2 separate regions of the Acanthopagrus latus genome follow, and region 2 is linked to region 1. The links are chromatin contacts, called in public Hi-C maps. All regions are on one chromosome and are shown on one strand. The core of a region is the stretch at or near the end of the contact, and the rest is flanking DNA. Distances in the headings are between cores, read along the strand shown.

Region 1 (4,062 bases), core at 1,360-3,859:
GGTCGAGCCATTGTGGTTACTGTTGAGCAGGACAACCAGCAGACAGAGAATTGTTACATCTCTGATTTCCATTCACATTTCACTTTTAAAAGATATGAAAGGAAGCGAAAAATTAAAGCAAACACAATTAATGAATGAGTCCAAACATGGCAGATTCAATATTGACTGGATAGAAAGATATAAAGCATCAGAAACACAGGTAATCACCAGATATCGATCTTCAGCCCGTTGGACACCAGGAACTGTATAGTGTCCACGTGTCCACACAGATGCAGCGCCGTGTTCCCTTGATAATCCGTCGCCAACAGATCGGCCCCGAACTTGTGCAGGAGGCGGCAGATGTCCACGTTCCCCCGGGCAGCGGCTAGGTGCAGGCCGGTGCGGCCGCGGTTGTCACGGATGTTGGGGTCACATCCCGTCTCGAGGAGCCTCTTGGCGAACGGCAGGTCTCCATCAATGCAGGCCTGCAGCAGAGGCACGTTGGTCTGCGACGAGTCGTTGATGAAGACATAGGACATGTCCGAGTGGGTATCAGAAAATTCCAGCGTACCTGCAGTCGGGGAAGGAAAACAAGATGGGTGTTTCAGTGACAGAAATAATCTTATTAGTGATGATTTATCAATGACAAGCAGCAAAACACCTGCGGAAAGAGACAGATGTACAAGGATAATAGCAATATCTTTAAAGTCAAGATTCCAGCTTCTTAAATGTGGATATTTTCTAGTCACTTCACTCCTCTATGACAACAAGATGAATATCTTTCGACTGAGGACTTCATTGTGGACATGCTGAGAATTATCAACTAGAGAGTCTGTGGCTGCGCAAAGATCCAAACTTCATCAATCATTAATGGTTGACTGCAAAGTGACCTTGCTGGTTTTAAGCTGCAGTGGAGCTGGGAATATAAGGAGTTTTCACTCAGTTTCCAATAAATGGTAATAAAACTGCATAAAAGGTTCAACAACAATACAACTAAACAAAGATATCTAACTGGAATCATTCAAGAACACGAGGGTGTTCAGAAATACACTAACACTTCTGTGGGGATGCAAGACTTAGATTTTTCTTTCAGCTGACACGATGAGCAAAGTTATCAGCAGCAGCTATGAGAGTTAGTTAATTATCGATGTTATGAGTGCGACAACAGCGTGCTTGTTGTTCTTCTTCTCAGCTGCTCACAAAACAGTTTTAAAGGTACATACCGCAACCTACTGTGTGTGGCTGCTGCACTTGTTAAGTCAACAAAAGCAATTAGGCTTTGTATTATCAGCTTTAATTTTTTTCTCTGCATTACTGGGTCGATAATTTAACTGTCTGATACATACCATGCATCCCTTTCTCACCTTATTATTAATCTGTTATGCTCAGTACTACCTGCCCATAATGAATTTGTTATCCATCAAACTCGACTTATCTTATCTGACCAATACATGACAGCAACTTCCTGATCATAAACATTTCTCTTTCTCTTTCTCAGGAGAAGATGTAGGTTCAGTCTGATCCAGGTCTGCGGCCTTCATCTGACTCAGGATTACGACCTTATGTTGGACACAGTGATGTCGGGTTTGCTGTCATGACCTCTGGAGGGTAAAGTTTTAATATATCCTCCTGGGGGTTTTCACACAACGCCCCGTTTTCATAGACATGGTGATCACAGTGTTATGATACACCAACGCTAACCCATCAGAATCGGCGTTAAAAAGGATTTCCAACATTTCTAGTAAAGATGGTTACTTCTAAAATGACAAACTGAATCTCTGGTCGTCAAATTATGTGTCCTCTTAAACAGAAGAGAGCCTGAACACCAGATGACTAACAACATTAATCCTTCCTATTCCACACTTGCAATCTAAGACTCATCTGTGCATTTTGTTGCATTCATTAAATGTGTGCATTACAGTAAATAATGACTATAGCATTCCACTATTAACAAGACACTTTTACATGAACTATTTCAATACATTAAACCCCCAAAAGGACTGTCACCTTACAATATATCATGTTTATACACATGTTAACGTCTAAAACGTGCAATCAAAACCATACATCGTCTATTATCCTTTTAATATCACTTCTAAGCCATGTTCGTTTGGCTCAAGTAGTATGTTTGAGGTACGGATTGCTTACCTAGCTTGATAAACTGTAGCTGATGCGGCTAACTGTAGCATCAAATAGCTCGCACTAATAAGCAACACAAGAGTCAATTATCAATAAATTAATTAATTTATGTTTGCGACAACCCAACATATTGCACCAGAATAACAACAACAACAAAAAAAGACGTTAGGTAAAGATGCTAGCTACGAAGCTAGCGCAGCTACAGACAGCGCGCAGGCTAACGTTTTTACACACATCTGAGTCCAAACAACGTCAGATTCAATAGTGTAGAAACGAAAACATGAGATAAACTCGTAATATAGCGGATTCTTGGGCTGTCAGCTGCATCACTCACCTGTTAATATGTCCCAAACCAGAAGAAAAAATAAAGTTCGCTTTTCCTTCGAGCTAACGGAGCTAGCAGTGTTGTTGTGATGCTCGGCTTCTTCTTCTTCTTCGTTGGTTTTATTATTTAGTCGTATTACGATACCAGCTTGTATGTGCATCGCGCCGCCTGCTGTACCGGAGGAGTGTGTAGGGCGAGATACAGTGTCATATCATTAAATTAAATAACTTTTACTGTTCTGAATTTGTCCCAGTTAATTCAAAATACATCAGTTTAATATGTATTTTATTGTGTGTTAATGTAGCCTCAATTTTCTACACTAAATAATGATTTATATCACATTTTAATTGCTAATATTTATATGTCTGTACATGAATTATAGTAATGTGTCGTCCATCATCAGTTTCTCTTGCTTTGGTAAAAATTAAAGGAGCAATATGTAAGAATTTTAGTTTAACACTTATTTATTTTAACACTATGACGTCTCTGTATTGTGTTTCAGAGATCTACTGAAGTTAGCATGCTAGCAGGTTAGCCCCTGCTTGTCCTAGTCCAAAGCTCCTATACTGGCAGTAGAAATACACCAACACTACCTCTGCTCCTCCGAGCCTGGAGCGCAAACACTAGCTGCACAGCTAACTGAGCTAATAGCTAATGGCAGCTATTGTTAGCAGCATTTAGCAGCTATTTCAGGCACCCAGGAAGATTGCCAGGCTTTGTAGTGGCCAAACCGTGTAATTACATCATTATGCGATGCACCTGGGCCCTAAAAAGACACTTTCCGATGAGCTAACATTGTGAAAGATGAACTGCAAAACAGTGGATACGTTATTTTTACTGTCAAGTTAGCCGGAGGTCAGTCAGCGCGGTCGGCATTCTTTGGATCGCACAACATGGAAGACCCAGGTATTTTTAATTGAGATATTTAGGATTCATGCGCCATGCACCATGGAGATGGTGGTCTCTATCTCCATGGCTGTGTCCAGATATAATTCAACATCCCTGGTGTAGACAGGTAGCTGCATGGCTAACTGAGGCTAACTAGCTAATGGTAGCTACAGTTAGCAACATTTAGCGGTTACTTTAAGTTATTTTCTGGCAATAAAAGTAAGTCAAGAGTCCAGGTAAAAGTAAATTATACAAACATCTACATGTTTCTTTATACTAGTTGAATGTCTGATATTTAATATAACTTTGTTTGGGGATAAAAATCAGTCTCAAGTTTCATGATATTAATGTTTATTCTTCCACCAACAACAGCGAAACAAACCACACGTTATGTTCTCAGTTAGTTTTGAGACTTTATTTCAAAGTGTGTGAGCACAGAAATACACATTACAGTAACAGACATGTTATAACCATTTCTTGTTATGGATCCTCTTTGAGGAGAACTGCATTTCTTCTGTCGCTCCAGGCACTTACAGGATGCTGCAGCGTTAAACATCCTCGGTTTTAGGAACGTGGGGGTAAAAGACCGAACAGACAGTAAAAACAGTTGTTGCGTCTGTTGAATCATCAGTGTTGAATATATTTTCCATATAAAAACAATAATCCTAAAGGCATTTTTTTTTCTCCATAATATTTAATGTACACATATTTATCTTCCCATTCCCTCCCAT
Region 2 (3,972 bases), core at 117-2,616, 210 kb before region 1:
CAAAAGTTTATTCTTGGCTGAGACTCCGTCCAAGTTTAGTGGAAATCTGTTCTTAAATGTTAATATGATCCTGCTGACAAAACCAACCAACAAACAACCGGACACGGGTGAAAACATGAGCTCCTTGTCGGCAGTAATGTGTTTCACCTGTATTCACAACTCTCTTGACACCTACTTCCACACATTCCTTTATTCATTCACTCATACTAACATAAGGATTTCAATAAAAGTCCATGAGACATAATGAGCCTGTATCAAATCCAGATTTTCTCCTAAATGTTTCAATCTTTTCGATATACTGGTGTAAAGCAGGTCTTGCGTGTCATCGTTTCCCCTCAGGCAGCAGCAGACTGACCTGACCCTTTAAATCCATTGACATGCTCACGTTGAGCAATGAGCTCACTGACACACAGATAAATATTTCCTGAACTGGAGCTCAGCGGGCCTACTGGGGCCCACAACACACAGTAACCGCAGTAACAGTTTGGATAACAGAGGACCATAAAATCAATTCTGTGCACCCGGAGGGCAGGTTTTGGAATGGACAGCGGGGGGAAGCTGGCAGCCGACATCCATCCAGCTGCCATTAGTTTGGGGAGCGTCGTCTCTCATTCTTGGGAAGAGGCGCCACGAAGTGCGTCTCGTTAAAAGAATAAAATGTAAAATCTCTCGATTCATTCGCATGAAAGCTCTGTGTCGTCTCTGGATACGCCCTCTGGACTCGATGTTGCGAAACCCTGCAAAAAAATGAACAAATATCTCTTGTTCAATTAAATAGGAACAAGTCCCCATGGGCTCGGTCCATTTTGACGTTCACCCCCACGTTCGCTTTATTTGAACAGGATACTCTAACGTCGAGGCCGCGAGTTCAGGCAGAGCGATCTGGCGCCTAATGAAGTCTTTGGAGAGATATCATCTCATCACGCTGATTTCATTTCACCCTCCCCTCCCCGTTCTCCTCATCCAAGAAACAAATCCAGACATATGAGAAGCAGTTGACTCAAACTGATTGTGTCTCCGTTTGGACCTCGGAGAAATCATTTTTATAATTCTTTGGATTTTGGTCGAAGCTGCTCAGGAGTCTGCCAGGGTCTTTTGTTCAGGGCCGTGGAAGTAATGCCTCATAGGAAGTTCCAGAAGGGCTGTGGGGTCTAAATCCTCCAGGGGATGGCGTGTAAGTGGGTGAATTTAGTAAAGTGCTGCGCAAATAAGGAAATATCCTCGTCTCTCCTCTTCCTCCTCGGCCGTTCATCTCCTCCTCCTCCTCTTCCTCTCTTCATCATTTTGCCCCCACGAGCAACAGAATGGAATAAAACCGGCGGAAGGTTCTGAGATGGTGGCATGGTTTTGAATAATCTGTGTACATTTGTATTTTGGTTGCAAGCGAGGTAGACTGCTGCAAACAACTCTGTCTTTCTCTCTCTCTCTCTCACACACACACACACACACACACACACACACACACACACAGGAAGTGAGTGAAACTTGTGAACTCATTCGTCAAGCCATTTCCGTGTAGTCGCTATTCACCAGAGAGCGAACCGTCGCCCTGTCACTAACTGGTAAGTTGGTAACTGCCTGATGTTTCCTGTGTCTTTTCTCTTGTGCTACATTTACGTAACTTTTAGCTTTTGATCTTTATCCATTTTTGGGCCCACAAGAGGCCTGGAAGGGTTTATCACAGTAAATCATAAAAGTTACTCTTTTGATCTGCCACACTGCATCAAACTTTAAAAGAAAACAGGTCGACTCTTTCTGGTCGGGATATCTGTTGTTTTATCGACGTTCCTGGTTTTAAATCTCCGGTCTGATGGGCTAACAAAGGTCGTCCAGCTTCTGGAACTATAGATAAATGAAAGATGATGAGTTTGAGCACCATGTAGAAACCTCCCACCGAGGTGTGTTCAAGAGATATGGAGGGACTAAGTGCCTTTGTGGTCAACAGACGAGTGTTTAAACCAGGTTGTGCAACCCAAGAACACCCAGGAGCAGAGAAGTGACTAAGCATCCTCATCTCCTAAACATCTCTGCCCATCAGGATGTCTAAAGCCGGATTGCTAAGAGAAAACATTCTTTGTTTCAGCTTTAATTCGTTCCACATCTGCGCCTCGTTCTCTATCTTGTCCTCCCCTCGCCGGCCGGGCTCTGTCCATTTTGAACTCGCCCCAAGAGAGACATTCTGGTGAGGTTCCTCTGGTGTGTTGTCATTCTATTTGGCTGCGTTGAGACTCAGCCAGAGGGGAACAATAGAAACTCTGAATGTGTCACAACTATGAAAAAAAAAAAAGAAATATGTATTTGCTTTGATTCTGATTTCAAAAATGTTTTTTGTTAAATTTATATCAGATGGGCTCAAGTGGTTTTTCCCTCTTACAGTAACAGTCTTACAGTAGCAACAGTCGAACTAGAACCAGAGAGAGCATATGGAAGTTGTCGAGGGGGGTTTTGAGTTCAGTTTCACATTACTTTCTCACAGACTCTAGTTCCTCACTCAGAGGACTAAAATAGCCCAGCGTATGATACAAGGCTTCATTAGCATGCATGGTAAAAAAGAAAAAAAAAAACACAGGGAAAATACTTATTTTAGAAGTATGAAAGCAGATTTTTGAGTCTCATTTCCAACTCGTCAATTACAGACGTTTGGGTTGGCCGTCATCCCAAAAAGTCGCTATTTGAAGAGTTTGGGATGAAGCTCAAAAAACAGCTTTTTGACAAATCAGTCCTTTAAATAGATGGATTTGAGCCAAGCCAAATGTCTGCTAGCGAGACAACGTTGCACAACATTTGCGCAATCTTTCATGCAAACAAGACCAACTATAGAAGTCTTGTTAGCAAGTGATAACTTCTATTAGCTTAGCCAACATCTGCCATCTGATGATACAGCTAGCTTGCTAATTTTAATCCGAAACTGTACAAATGTACCAAGTTTAATGCTTTTACAACGAATATGTGTTGATGTTTGCCATATTACTGAAACCATTTTTAAGTTAATTTGCCAATTATTTCCTATGCTTTAAGTTTTTTGTTTTTTTTTACATTTGTACCCTTCTGAAGTTTCTACTGTGCTCTTTTGATGTGCTGCGCTGCTTCGCTAGCTATTCAACAGCGCATCTTGGACTTACTGCTAGTTTTGGGGGTGTACGTTTTATAAACGCACGCTACTAGCTAGTGATTAGTCAAGGTTCTACGTGCAAACAGCTCAATTTTTCTCTGCTCGTGTGTTTTGACTTATTTTAGTTAACTCATCCATCAGCTAACAGGTGCAACATTTAGCATTTCAACCATGAAACATTCATTTCTGTTGGCTCTACTGTTTGTTCTTCCAAAATGTTGAACTATTCCTGTAGAGAAAATACCAGCTTTTAAGAATCCCAGCGCAAATGGAAGTCAAACAGTCTGGACTGAACCAACAGTTAGTGAATCCATGCCCCGGGAACAGCCATGTGAGTTTACATGTTGTTTCATAAAAAGCCTGATGCCGTTAGCAGCGACACACTCGCAGGCCCGATGGTTCGATGGATATGAAAACCAACACTCGACAAAAAGAAAACAAAAGATCCTATCAAACTTGTTTCGTTTAGCATTGAAACGGATGCAGATGTGTCATTTCACTTGTGCATTACAGATCATTACTCTTCATGTAGCGGCGGCTTTCTTTCATTTCTGTTTCATGCTTCACTACTCTTTCAACTTGAAGACCAAGTAATCGGACAAAGTTTCCTTTCAAATGACAACAGCTGCAAACAGACTGTTTACTTAGAAATGTCAGGTTGCTGCTGTGGACGCCAGCACAGTTTTCTTGGTCTGATTTAATACTGAATTGAACTTCCTGTTTGTCGCATCGTGGCAGCCGGCAGCTCATATGGTGACAGTCTGTGGTCATGGCCTCAATCTATACTTTCCATCTGAGGCATCAAACAGGACTTTCTGTTCCTTGTGTCACCAAATTGTCTTCCTCTTCCTCTTTTTTTA

Evidence for each region. A called contact is a pair of places that touch in the nucleus more often than the background predicts.
Region 2: a Hi-C map of liver shows a contact between it and region 1, with 4 times the contacts expected there. The contact joins the promoter of si:dkey-171c9.3 here to the promoter of ankrd46b in region 1. A contact is called at or near these places in 2 of 4 Hi-C or Micro-C datasets (liver and muscle).

The regions. Positions count from the first base shown.
Region 1 is chr10:4,650,525-4,654,586 of fAcaLat1.1, reverse strand. It overlaps ankrd46b (ankyrin repeat domain-containing protein 46), which reads right to left and starts at 2,609. Exons shown (of 4, transcript XM_037111049.1): 1 at 2,453-2,609; 2 at 208-550; 3 at 1-19. The coding sequence starts at 2,603. It overlaps col4a6 (collagen alpha-6(IV) chain), which reads right to left. Exons shown (of 48, transcript XM_037111026.1): 48 at 3,732-4,062. It overlaps LOC119026625 (a long non-coding RNA gene), which reads left to right and starts at 568. Exons shown (of 9, transcript XR_005077191.1): 1 at 568-935; 2 at 1,478-1,587.
Region 2 is chr10:4,855,883-4,859,854 of fAcaLat1.1, reverse strand. si:dkey-171c9.3 reads left to right here and starts at 1,366. Exons shown (of 3, transcript XM_037111048.1): 1 at 1,366-1,562; 2 at 2,084-2,182.